Regions from separate parts of the Sus scrofa genome. Here region 2 is linked to region 1. The links are chromatin contacts, called in public Hi-C maps. All regions are on one chromosome and are shown on one strand. Each heading gives the region's core, a stretch centred on a gene start, on an enhancer-like site or on the middle of the called end of the contact. The rest is flanking DNA. Distances are from core to core; before and after follow the strand shown. Region 1 holds the start of RPLP0 (ribosomal phosphoprotein large PO subunit). Region 2 holds the start of RAB35 (RAB35, member RAS oncogene family).

Region 1 (6,273 bases), core at 1,425-3,924:
GTTAAATCCTTCATCAATTTTATACTGTTCTTGCCATTTTACAGATGAGGAAACTGAGATAAGAGATTAAACTGTCTTTGATTATTATACTGCAAGTCAGCCGCATGGCCAGGATTCCCTCTGAAGCTAGATATGCTCTCAACTATTAATATAAGAAAGTCCTGGAGGAGTTCTTATCATGGCTTAGCAGAAAGGAATCTGACTAGGAACCACGAGGTTGTGGGTTTAATTCGTGGCCGCGCTCAGTGGGTTAAGGATCTGGCGTTGCTGTGAGCTGTGATGTAGGTTGCAGACATGGCTCGGATCTGGTGTTGCTGTGGCTGTGGCATAGGCCGGCAGCTGTAGCTCCGTTTAGACCCCTAGCCTGGAAACCTCCGTATGGTGCGAGTGCAGCCCTAAAAAGAAAAAAAAAAAAAAAAAAAAATGAAAGGCCTGGGATGGACAGCCTGTACCTCCAGGAAGCGAGAATGCAGAGTTTCCTCGGTGATGTCAAGCACTTCAGGGTTGTAGATGCTGCCATTGTCAAACACCTGCTGGATGATCAGCCCAAAGGAGAAGGGGGAGATGTTCAACATGTTCAGCAACGTGGCTTCACTGGCTCCCACTTTGTCTCCAGTCTTAATCAGCTGCACATCACTCTGAAAAACAAGGTAGGTGACAGTTAACCCAGACATCCAGCAGGTCCACAGCAACCAAGCCCCCGCCACCTGCCTGGCTGGCACAGGCCAAGCCAGGCCCACTCACCAGGATTTCAATGGTGCCCCTGGAGATTTTAGTGGTGATGCCTAAAGCCTGGAAGAAGGAGGTCTTCTCAGGCCCCAGACCAGTGTTCTGGGCAGGTACAGTGACTTCGCATGGGGCTATGGCACCAGCACGGGCGGCAGCTGGCACCTGAACAAAAAGGACAAACAATGAGAAAACTTCTTTCCACAGCTACAACCTGAAAAAGATTGTCTTCTTTTTTTCTTGCTTTTAAGGAGCCAAAATTAATGATAAGGCCTCTTCAGCCAAGCTGATTCTCCCCTCACCTTATTGGCCAGCAGCATGTCCCTGATCTCAGTGAGGTCCTCCTTGGTGAACACAAAGCCCACGTTCCCCCGGATGTGAGGCAACAGTCTGCAAAGAGAAGTTTACAAGAGACGGTTAACTTTGAGCACCATTCTTCTCCAGGAAAAGGGAGAAGGATGGACAAAGATGCCCAGGAGGAATGACTGACTTCTCCAGGGCTGGGTTGTTTTCCAGGTGCCCTCGGATGGCCTTGCGCATCATGGTGTTCTTGCCCATCAGCACCACGGCTTTCCCGCGGAGAGACATGCGGATCTGCTGCATCTGCTTGGAGCCCACATTGTCTGCTCCCACAATGAAGCATTTCGGATAATCATCCAGAAGTTGCTGCCCAAACAAGCCAGACACGAGCAATGTTAACAGAAGGAAAAAGAAAGGATCAAGAAAAACCAAATCCCACAATCTCAAGTTTCCGTTTCACTCACTCCTTTTTATGCTTTTCAAATGTCTGAGGTTAAGACAATTCCTCCTACTAGCAGGCACCTGAGCTGTGAGAGCCAGATTTGCCTAAGATTTGCTTGTGGGGTATGAATGGTAAGATCATGTTTCTACATTCAACCCAAAGGTTTAATTGTAGCTTCCATTCTTAATTTTTCTCAATTAAGGCATGTTTCTGATCCACTAAAATGGCTGCATTAACAAAACCCAGTTTTGAAAATACAAAGTAAGGCAAACACAGCAAAACATTACTTGTAGAATTTAGGTTTCAAGTATGGATCATTGAAAAATTCCTTTAAGTTTTTTGTCTCAAAATCATGAAAAATGGAAAACATAATGGACTAAGGTCCACAAAGCTGCCTAACGCCTAAAGAGCAGCATGACCTGATGATCAACAATTCTGGGCAGCGAAGACCCACCTCAAGGCCACCCAAAAGAAAACATTCACTGAATTAGTTTCTTGACAGGATCTAAATCTGCAGCAACTTGCCTCTTTATAATGAATCATTCAGTGCCTCAGACTTCCCCAAAGATGGATACAAAAAAGTAAAAGTATGACCAGAGATCTTTAGAAGTACTCTTAAGAGCCATTTAACCTGCCTGAGCCTGTTTATCTGCAACACAAGGAAGCAGAGGAACGCTGACCTCAGGAAATTATTAAGATTAAAGAAGACTTGCCTAAAACGACCTAATTTGATGGTTGGCCACCTGCAGGCACTCAGCACCTGGCCGCTGGTTGTCCCTATTACTGCCCCGGGCAAGGCACCACAGTGGGCGGCCGAGACCTACCCCGCACTTACGATTATCTTAAGGAAGTAGTTGGACTTCCAGGTCGCCCTGTCTTCCCTGGGCATCACGGCGGTGCGTCAGGGATTGCCACGCAGGGTTTAAAGACGATGTCACTGAGAAAAAAGAGAGAAAATTCAGCATACTCCAACACGCGTCCCCACGGAGCGGCGGGCTCCAAACCCGAGGCCTAGGGGAGGAGACCACTCTCCCGCGCCCGGCGGCCCGAACGGGCCCTGGACTTGCCGCCAGCGGAGCCCCAGGCCAGAGAGGCCTGGACCCCGCGGCCCCCGAAAATATACCCGAAAGCCTCATTTCTCCCGCCGCCAGTCCCCTACGCTACCACAGCGGACGAACAGACCTCACACGAGGACGCCTGGCGAGAGGAGGGCTGTACGCCGGCGCGAGTCTTTTATATGTGAACAAAACAGCCAATCCAAAGCCGCAGACAGCGCCCCCGCCTATTGGCTGGCTTCAACGTCTGTCTGGAGAAGCTGGGTTGATCTATGCAGCCATTGGATGGTATCGCTGCCACTCCAGCCAACGGGACGCTGCCTTTAAACACGGTAGCTAAAGAAAGCACTGCTGTGTGTGGAAGGAGGTTTCTCAGAGGTGCTTCCCTCTGCTGGGCTGGAGCTGTTCTCGTGTAGAGAAGCTAGAGTTTGTGACCTGAGTCCACGTTTCCTTCTGTCACCTGGCCAAGTCGCAAGCTGAAGAGTATGACGTGGAGCTGAGAAATAATTGTACATGGTTGAGAAGCAGAATGGTTTCTTGTTTCTTCTACAGTTCTTCGCTCTTTGGAAACAAAGGGATGCTTTAAAACCTAAGTCTCAGAGTTTCCATTATGGTTCTACGGGTTAAAGACCAGACGTAATCTCCGTGAGGATGCCGGTTCCATCCCTGGCCTCGCTCAGTGGGTTAAGGATCCGGCTTTGCAGCAAGCTGCAGCGTAGGTCACAGATGCGGCTCGAATCCGCAGCTGCAGCTCCCCATTCCACCCCTAAAAGGAAAATAATAATATGGAGTTCCCGTCGTGGCTCATGGTTAACGAATTCGACTAGAAACCCGCATTCGAGTGCGGGTTTGATCCCTGCACTCCGTCAGTGAGTTAAAGATCCCGCGTTGCCTAGAGCTGTGGTGTAGGTCGCAGACGCGGTTCGCATCCCGCGTTGCTGTGGCTCTGGCGTAGGCTGCTGGCTGCAGCTCCGATTCGACCCCTAGCCAGGGAACCTCCATATGCTGCACGCCCTAGAAAAGACAAAAAAAAGAAAACCCACTTCCACTCCCTCTTTCCTCTGTTCCTATAGCACTTACACAGCACACTATATAATTTGTTACATTGTTTCGTGTCTCTATTTTTGCCTTATACCTGGCATAATAGGCATATGCTAAATATTTGTTGAAGAAAAGAATGCAGGGTTTGCAATCAGATAACCTGGATCCATATTCTTGTTCTGCCACTTGCTGGTTGTGTCATCTCAGGAAGCGATTTCACCTTGCTGACTCTGTTTCTTTATCTGTAAAATGGAGATAATAGTATTCACATTCTAGAACTGTTATGAGGATTACTGCGAGATATGTGTTAGGACAACACAATTCCTGGAATGTAGGAGGAAATCACTGTGGATGTCAGCTTATTTTTTAATTTTTTAATTTAAAAAAATTTTTTTGTCTTTTTGTCTTTTTCCAGGGCCGCACCCAGGGCATACAGAGGTTCCCAGGCTAGGGGTCTAATGGGCACTGTAGCCACTGGCCTACACCACAACCACACCAACACGGCATCTGAGCGGTGTCTGCCACCTACACCACAGCTCATGGCAGCGCCAGATCCTTAACCCACTGAGCAAGGCCAGGGATCGAACCCACAACCTCATGGATCCTAGTCTGATTCATTAACCACTGAGCCACAACAGGAACTCCTAATTTTTTAATTTTTTAATTTTTTTTTTTTTTTTAGGGCCAGGGGGCTGCATGTGGAAATTCCCAGGCTAGGGGTGGAATTGGAGCTGTAGCTGCTGGCCTGTGCCACAGCCACAGCAACACGGGATCTGAGCCATGTCTGTAACCTACACCATAGCTCACGGCAATGCTGGATCCTTAACCCACTTAGCAAGGCCAGGGAACAAACCCTCATCCTCATGGTTACTAGTCAGGTTCGTTACCACTGAGCCCCAACAGGAACTCCCGGATGTCAGCTTATTTTATTCATCATTCAACACTTATTTGAAAAATTGTACCTGTATCAATAATTTTTTTTTTTTTTTTTTTGGCTGCAAGCACATGGAAATTCCCTGGGTCAGGGATCGAACCTGCGCCACAGCAGCAATCCCTGCAGCTGCTGCAGTGACAATGCCGGATCCTTAACCTGTCCTGCCACAAGAGAATTCCCAATAAATATGTTGGTTTTTTGGGGGGGTGGGGAGGTGGTTTTGCTTGTATGTTTGTTTGTTTGTTTTTTGCTTTTTAGGGCCTCACCCATAGCATAGAGGTCTAATCGGAGCTACAGCTGCAGGCCTACACCACAGCCACAGCAACGCCAGATCCAAGCCACATCTATGACCATAGCTCATGGCAATGCCGGATCCTTAATCCACTGAGCAAGGCCTGGGATTGAACCTGCAACTGCATGGTTCCTAGTCAGATTTGTTTCCGCTGCACAATGGAAACGCCCCAATAAATATGTTTTTAATGAATGTGCTTAGGTCCTAGGGCAGAAAGGTGTCTTCATCTTATCTCCACCCTTTTTATTTGACCAAGTGAGAACTCTCCATATGGTGTTTTCAAGCTTCCCAGTGCTTTTGATAATGAGCCTGTTTAGAGGAGTGCTGGAGTCCATTACTGCTAAGATCTGTTTTTAGTGACAATGTATTACTGCATGCTCAGCACTGTGCTAAGTACTTTGTGCACATTATGGCCGTTAATCTTTGCAACAGCTCCCTGAGGAGGGACAGTATTAGTATATCGGTATTATCAACAAGAAAATTCACTAACAAGAAGTTAGTGATGGCTTCAGAACTGAAATCTAGGAGGAAGTTCAAAGCTCCTGGGCCTCACTATACCATACAGTCCCTTCCAAACCCTGAGGCTGTCTCCCTCCAAATGCACTTTTCCAAGTACATACATACTAGCATAGTAATTTCCCAAGGACATCCTGGATCCAGTGATACACTGTCTCTAATTGTAGTATATCAATATAATGGAATACCATGAAGCCATTAAAAAATGAGGCACACCTAGATTTATTGACAAGAAAAAATATAAAGTATAGATGAGTGAAAAAATGAAGTGTATCATATTAATTTAAATAAATATATCCAACCTGGGGAGTTCTCTTTGTGGCACAGTGGAAATGAAACCGACTAGTAACCATGAAGGTGCGGGTTCCACTCTTGGCCGCGCTTAGTAGGTTAAGGATCCAGCACTGCCGTGAGCTGTAGTGTAGGTCACAGACTCTGTTCAGATCCCACGTTGCTACGCCTGTGGCATAGGCTGACAACACAGCTCCAATTCTACCCCTAGCCTGGGAAACTCCATATGCCAGGTGCACGGCCCTAAAAAGCAAAAAAAAAAAAAAAAAAAAAAAAAAAAATATATATATATATATATATATATATACACATACATATATATGGGGCTAGACAAATTATCTTTGGGTGAGGGGTGAAGGTCATGTTCACTTCTGAGCTCAGTGTGAAATGGTCAGGGTTCACACTGGAAGTCAACGCATGGCTTTTGGAGGACCATTTCAAACAACAGAGAAACTGTGAAGCTATAAAGATATCCAGGAGCTCTTAAGGGCCCAGGCTAGAGTTGTGGCTCTGTTGAGAGGAAGGAGGAAGCATGCAAACACAGACATGAGCACCAGAGGGCAGTGGAGACCCAGCCTCAACTGTAAGTCATGCCACCTTCAACTGGGCAGGTCCTATACCCAAGGGGTGCCAGCACGTGGCAATAGTGGTGTCTGGTCAAGGTAGGAATACAGGC
Region 2 (6,273 bases), core at 1,120-3,619, 83 kb before region 1:
ACAGGCAACAGGTGAGAACCAGATGAGAGAGTGTCTGTGGAATCATTTGAAAATACTTAAGAAATCACCACATAAAAGGCCAGGTTCAGGGCAGGGCGTGATGTTAGTCTCCTTGCTCAGTTGCCAAAGCACTGTTTGAACTTCCATGGCTACCACCTCCCAGCTTCAAAAGCACTGGGCTTTGAGTATCAGCTGTCAAGAGAAATTAAACTGCAAAGGATCCATCTCCTCTACACATACAGTCCTATATGCTCAGGCTTAACCAGGAACCAGATCACATAAATCTTGACCCAGTGAGTTTTCTTCCACACATGACTTCTGAGTGAAAAATCAATACACCATGCAAAACGTACAGCGAGATAGGTGGCCAAAACCATCTCCTGGGTTTCTTGGGGGAGAAAAGCCAAAAAGTTGCATCTTCTTGCTGAGCTATCCATTTCTGAATATCAACACACAGGCCTCAGATGTCTTGTAGAAGGATAAGGACCTGACTATGGTGGGCTGACTAACTCCAAAAGGACAGAAATCACCCTGTGCCAGCCCCTGAGAACCAAGGTGAGGGCTGAAATCAAATCCTGAAAGGCATAAGCCTCAGGACCCCATGAAACACCATAGGCCTTCTCCAAAAGCAAGGCTACAGCTTCTCTAGTTTTCTTTCATTCAAACCACTCCACCTTCCTAACTCCTCTGTCAGCCACAGCTACTCTTCATCTCCCTAGTTAGCCCCTAACTTTTCTCCCTTCCACCAGCAATCACAGAAACCCCAGATACCCTTCACCTTATCCAAACCATCAGCCCCGTCCCAATCCAGCTCCACAACAAGACCAAAACCCACCCACTTTCCTGGCCCAGCTGTCACAACACCGCCACATCAGTTACTGACAACACCTTTGATTTCCCCTCTTTCCTTAATAATCCATGAGCTCCACCACCAACCTGGCCTCTGCCTCCAGTCACATGACCTCGATGCCCACATTCAACTCAAGTCTGGTCTATAAACTTGGCACTTTCCCAAGCCTCCTTCCCCATCATAAAGTCCCAGGGCCTCAGCTACGCTCCCAGAAACCTCCTGGGGCCTGCTTCCCTGACCTCTTGGTCACCCCTTTAATAAACCTGCTTACCTGCCGCACTCCAAACACCTCTAAAAACCCTCCACCCTTTCTCAGAAACCAGACTAGCTTTTCCGAGGGTACTTGATATTCATTCATTCATTCATTCGACAAATATATATTAGGCACCTACTGGGTGCCAGGCACTGCACTAGCCACTGGAGAGTGAGCACTGCCCCAAGCTCTCTAGGAGTGTATAAACGGTCAAAGCACTTTTGTAATGTTGGCAGACCCACCTCCAATATCTGTCTAGCATCTAGTGTACAATACGTAACAGCAAACATATACTAAGAACTCACTATGTGTCAGACACTTTTCCCAACATAGTGTGTGCAATATCTCACTGAATACTCAATCAGCTCAGTGAGGCAGATCGTACTACTATTTCATTTTTACAGATGAGGAAACGGAAGCATACAGAGATAATAATTCAGCAGGAATGTGCCAGTCCTTGAGTGAAGTGCTTTACCTGTCTTACTTCATTTAAACCTCACAGGAATCTCATGAGGAAGGTTCTGGGAATATCCCCATTTTACAGAGGATGAAACTGAAGCTTCCAAAGGCTACTGATAACCACATCGATTGCTAACATCTACCTAGAGCTAGCTCACTCCACCAGGTCGAGTGTTAAGCACTTTTCCAGCTTTATCTCATCCAATACTCACACCACCCTACGAGGCAAGTCCCCAATTCTCAGATGAGGAAACTGAGGCTCGGAAAGGCGAAACAATTCGCCCAAGGTCAGAATGAGGAAGCTAGTAGTCCCGAGACTCGAACCTGGGTCCCTCCAACTCCAGACACCGCGCGACTTGACCAAGGTCACACGTGAGGCAGGGGCCGGCGCGACCAGTGGACCGGGAGCCCAGCCCCGAGCCCCGCGCACCCGGCCCCTCGGCTCCGTATCCCCGCGCCCCAGCCTCACCTCGGAGCCGCCCCGAGCCCCTCCGCGCGCCCCTGCAGCCGCCGGCTGCCCCACCCGCCCCGCGCGGGCCGGCACCTCCCCGCCAGTCTGCCCGCCCCGAGGCCCCTGCGGGCCGCGCCCGGCAGGGCCCACGCCGCCTCCGGCCGCCGCGGCCCTTACCGCTGTCGCCGATGATGAGCAGCTTGAAGAGGTGGTCGTAGTCCCGGGCCATGGCGGGCGGGGGAGGCGCGCGCGGGCGGGCGGGGTCGGTGCTGGCCTCGCGATCCGCAGCTCCCTCCGGGCTGCTCCGGCAGCGGCGGATCCACTTCCCGAACAAACAGCCGGAACTGACAGAAACACCTCCCTCCGCTCCCCCTCCTCCTCCTCCTCCTCTTCAGCAGCCGCCGCCGCTGCCACCGCCTCCCTCCTTCCCGCCCCGCCCCGCCACTGCGCAGGCGCAGCGCCTGTCCCCGCCTCTGCGCAGCCGCGGCCGCAGCCAGCCGCGCCCTCTCCGCGCTCACGCACTGCGCGTGCGCCCAGGCAGAGTCCCGCGGGCGAGGGCTGGCCTTTCCTGCGTCTTTTCGCCGATCACAGCAGCCGCCGCCGCCCGCAGCCCGCAGCCCGCGGCCTGGAGGGTTCGGAGAGCAGAGCTGCGGTGGAACCCTAATTGGAAGAAGCCTAGAATGAGGAAGAAGTCCGGCCGTGGCCCGGAAAAGACCCGCTCCTTCATCTTCAAGACCCGCAAGCGCTGCGGAGAGGAAAAGACTGGCAGTGACCGCTGGGGCGGGGCTTACGCCGAGCTCCCGGTTTCTCGGGGCTGGGGACTCGGACACTCCGCCCCCTTCTGCGTGGACGCCGCCTCCGGGGTGCTAGCTCCGGCCCCCTACCGTCTCCCGAGCCTATGGACAGGACGCCGAGGCGGCTGGAGGCTGCGGTGTGTACAGGACCGGAGTCGCCCGCTGGGGAGTAACGTGTTAGGTGTATGGCTTTGACGTCAGTGCTGGGGAGAAGTCCCATCCTAGCCCAGAGACCTATTGGAGCTTGAGTTGCCTTGTTGATAAAACGGGGTGGGTGATACCAGATTCAGGGTCCTGTCCAACATGACGTTGAGCCTGGGAGGTGACGAACCCCGCAGATCGACAGCAGCAGCTCCTGCAGCTTCAATTTCACACCATCTACAGATACACCACTTTTCCAAATCACGTGGTAGGAAGACCTGGGTTGCAGAAGTTAAGCGGTATTCGGTTTATCATCAGACCCAGTTTTTTTCCGGTTGTAGAGTAAGTTCCCACCTGCACTAAAAGTAGAATGCGCCTCTTGCCATCCTCATTTACAGAACTGAAGAGAAAAAAATTTGTTACAAGTTCTGTATGTCCCTCTCACTTTCTAGTGAAGTACCTTTTATATATTTCTACTTGCTTTCTCAAACTTCCTTTTACCTTGACTTTATACAAAGTAATTCTCTTGGTTTTTAAATATATACAGAAGGTTACCAAAAAGTACAAATTACTGCTTTTCCCTCAGACCCATTCCTCACATGTAAACAAACCCTGTTAATAAATTTATTAAAAGTTAAATGTTTTAAGTTTAACAAATATTTGTTGAATGAATAAATGTCCTTCAATTAATTTCCTTTGCCTGTGCATACACTTAAATTGCTTTTTCTCTTTAACAACATACTTGGGCCTTCTGTCATCACAGCTGCATGGGTATGACACTCCATCATATATATATGGTGATACTGGAGTTCCCATTGTGTCAGTGGTAACAAATCCAACTAGTATCCATGAGGAAGAGGGTTCGATCCCTGGCCTCGCTCAGTGGGTTAATGATCCGGTGTTGCGGTGAGCTGTGGTGTAGGACTCAGCTTGGATCTGATGTTGCTGTGGCTGTGGTTTTGCCAGGCAGCCAAAGCTCCGATTTGATCCCTAGCCTGGGAACCTCCATATGCTGCTGCGGATGCAGCCCTCAAATAAAAAGACAAAAAAAAAAAATGTGTGTGTGTGTGTGTGTGTGTGTGTGTGTGGTGGTACTATTGAACTACTCCTGCTGTTGATAGGCGTTCATGTTATAATTTCTTGTTGTCATAAACAATGTTACAGAGAAGATCCTTGAACAATATATGGAGTGTCTGACTCAAGCTTTGAGTTGTTTTTCCAGGAACTGAGATGGCAGAAGAACAGGGACTTGGGATCTGAAGGTACCAGCTGGGAGGGCAGCTCATATAACCACTGACAAAAATGGTCCTTCTTTGCTGGGAAAGGTTAGTGGGATCCCCTGTTGATCCAACAGTTTTAAGAAATAAAGGGAAGAAAGAAGCCTCAGAGTGTTCCCCCAGGCAAGCACGCTCCATCCTGACCATACAGTGAGGCAGGAAGTCACTCTAGATCATCTCCTCAACCTGCTCTGGAGTCAGAGAGACTTTGCTTCAAATGCTAGCTTTGAAATCCTGGCTCCTTCCCTTAAAAGCTTGGAGATTTTGGAATAGTCACATCATAATGTCTCAGAGCCCCCAGTTTCCTCAGAGGAGTTGTGAGAATTAGAGATATGTCTGCAAATTACCTGGCATAGGCATCTGATAAATTGTAACCAATGCTATTAAGCCAAGGTCATCTTGCACTGACTCATTCATGCTTTCTGCCATTTCCTGCTGCAGACTCCAGCACACATGCCCAGGGCAGCCGCATGATATCATGCCTACAGGATACTTTTGAGAAGAAGAACAGAACTGGCCATTTTACTTTTGTTTGTTTTTTTAGGGCCACACCTGTGGCATATGGAGGTTCCCAGGCTAGGGGTCTAATCGGAGCTATAGCTGCTGCCTACTACACAGCCACAACAAAGCCAGATCCAAGCCCAGTTTGCGACCTACACCACAGCTCATGGCAATGCCAGATCCTTAACCCACTGAGCGAAGCCAGGGATTGAACCCACAACCTCATGGTTCCTAGTTGGATTCGTTTCCGCTGTGCCATGATGGGAACTCCAGAACTGGCCATTTTGAAAACAAGACTCCTGACCTGCCTTCGTGTGCTGCCTGGAAAGCAATAGGCATTAATTCCACCATTTATTCAGGAGCCATTTAATGAGTGCTCACTTTTTATTATGTGCCACAGACTGTAGGATAGAGCCTTTCCCATCAAGGAGCTTTCAGTCTCATCAGAGACAAGACACACTCATGAGGAGTAAAAAATATAAGACGATATAAGAGATTAAATAGCTGTCAAATAAGCAGCCTAGTTTTCAGAGGAGAGCTATCACTTTTAGCCAAAATGACGGGGGAAGGAGTTCATGATGGAGTTGGAATTTAGAGTGCCTTGAATGGCGGGTGTATTTGGACAGCCGCTGTCACAGCCTGTGAAAATCATCCATTTAGCTTTGAGGGAGAATTCCCTGCAGGCTAGGATGTGTGCCTGACTCCCAAAAATGAAACTCTGAACACATTTTCCAATAGAAACATTGCTTTACATTATCTAAGCTATAATACAATGACTGGAGCTGTTGTAGCAGGTAGGTAGATATATATAAAGTCCACATAGAGAGACAGACATAAACTTTTGTGACTTGAGGTAAGTAGCAGTGTGTACCACTGATGGGAAACTTTGCTCAACTGTTAAGAATAGCTCGTTGGGGAGTTCCCGTTGTGGCGCAGTGGTTAACGAATCCGACTAGGAACCATGAGGTTGCGGGTTCGGTCCCTGCCCTTGCTCAGTGGGTTAACGATCCGGCGTTGCCGTGAGCTGTGGTGTAGGTTGCAGACGCGGCTCGGATCCCGAGTTGCTGTGGCTCTGGCGCAGGCCAGTGGCTACAGCTCCGATTCAACCCCTAGCCTGGGAACCTCCATATGCCGCGGGAGTGGCCCAAGAAATAGCAACAACAACAACAACAAAAAGACAAAAAAAAAAAAGAATAGCTAGTTTACAGATGAGTTTCGCAAGATCACCTGTTTATACATTAGAAGCTATAGTCGGGGAGTTCCTGCAGTAGAGCAGTGGATTAAGAATCCAGTGTTTTCTCTATGGCAGCTTGGGTCATTGCTGAAGCACAAGTTCGAGCCCTGGCCTGGGAACTTCCCATATGCCTTGGATGTGGCCAAAAATAAAATAAGTGGGTCCCAGATATCACATGGGATGAACTAGAGAGAGAGAGGGAGGGAAGAAGTAAGGAAGGAAGAAACTATAATGGGGAGGCATTGAAAGTTCCTGAGCAGAGAAGCAATATCAAAATATTTGGGGAAAATTATCTGGTACAAGCTTGCAGGAT

Evidence for each region. A called contact is a pair of places that touch in the nucleus more often than the background predicts.
Region 2: a contact with region 1 is called in a Hi-C map of liver, with 2.8 times the contacts expected there. The contact joins the promoter of RAB35 here to the promoter of RPLP0 in region 1. A contact is called at or near these places in 6 of 47 Hi-C or Micro-C datasets (alveolar macrophages, epiblast stem cells, heart right ventricle and 2 more) and 1 of 2 datasets of contacts at active chromatin or transcription factors (alveolar macrophages).

Annotation. Positions count from the first base shown.
Region 1 is chr14:40,221,269-40,227,541 of Sscrofa11.1, forward strand. RPLP0 (ribosomal phosphoprotein large PO subunit) reads right to left here and starts at 2,675. Exons shown (of 8, transcript NM_001098598.1): 1 at 2,651-2,675; 2 at 2,304-2,405; 3 at 1,217-1,392; 4 at 1,029-1,116; 5 at 745-891; 6 at 453-638. The coding sequence starts at 2,357.
Region 2 is chr14:40,138,892-40,145,164 of Sscrofa11.1, forward strand. It overlaps RAB35 (RAB35, member RAS oncogene family), which reads right to left and starts at 2,370. Exons shown (of 6, transcript NM_001243291.1): 1 at 2,191-2,370. The coding sequence starts at 2,242.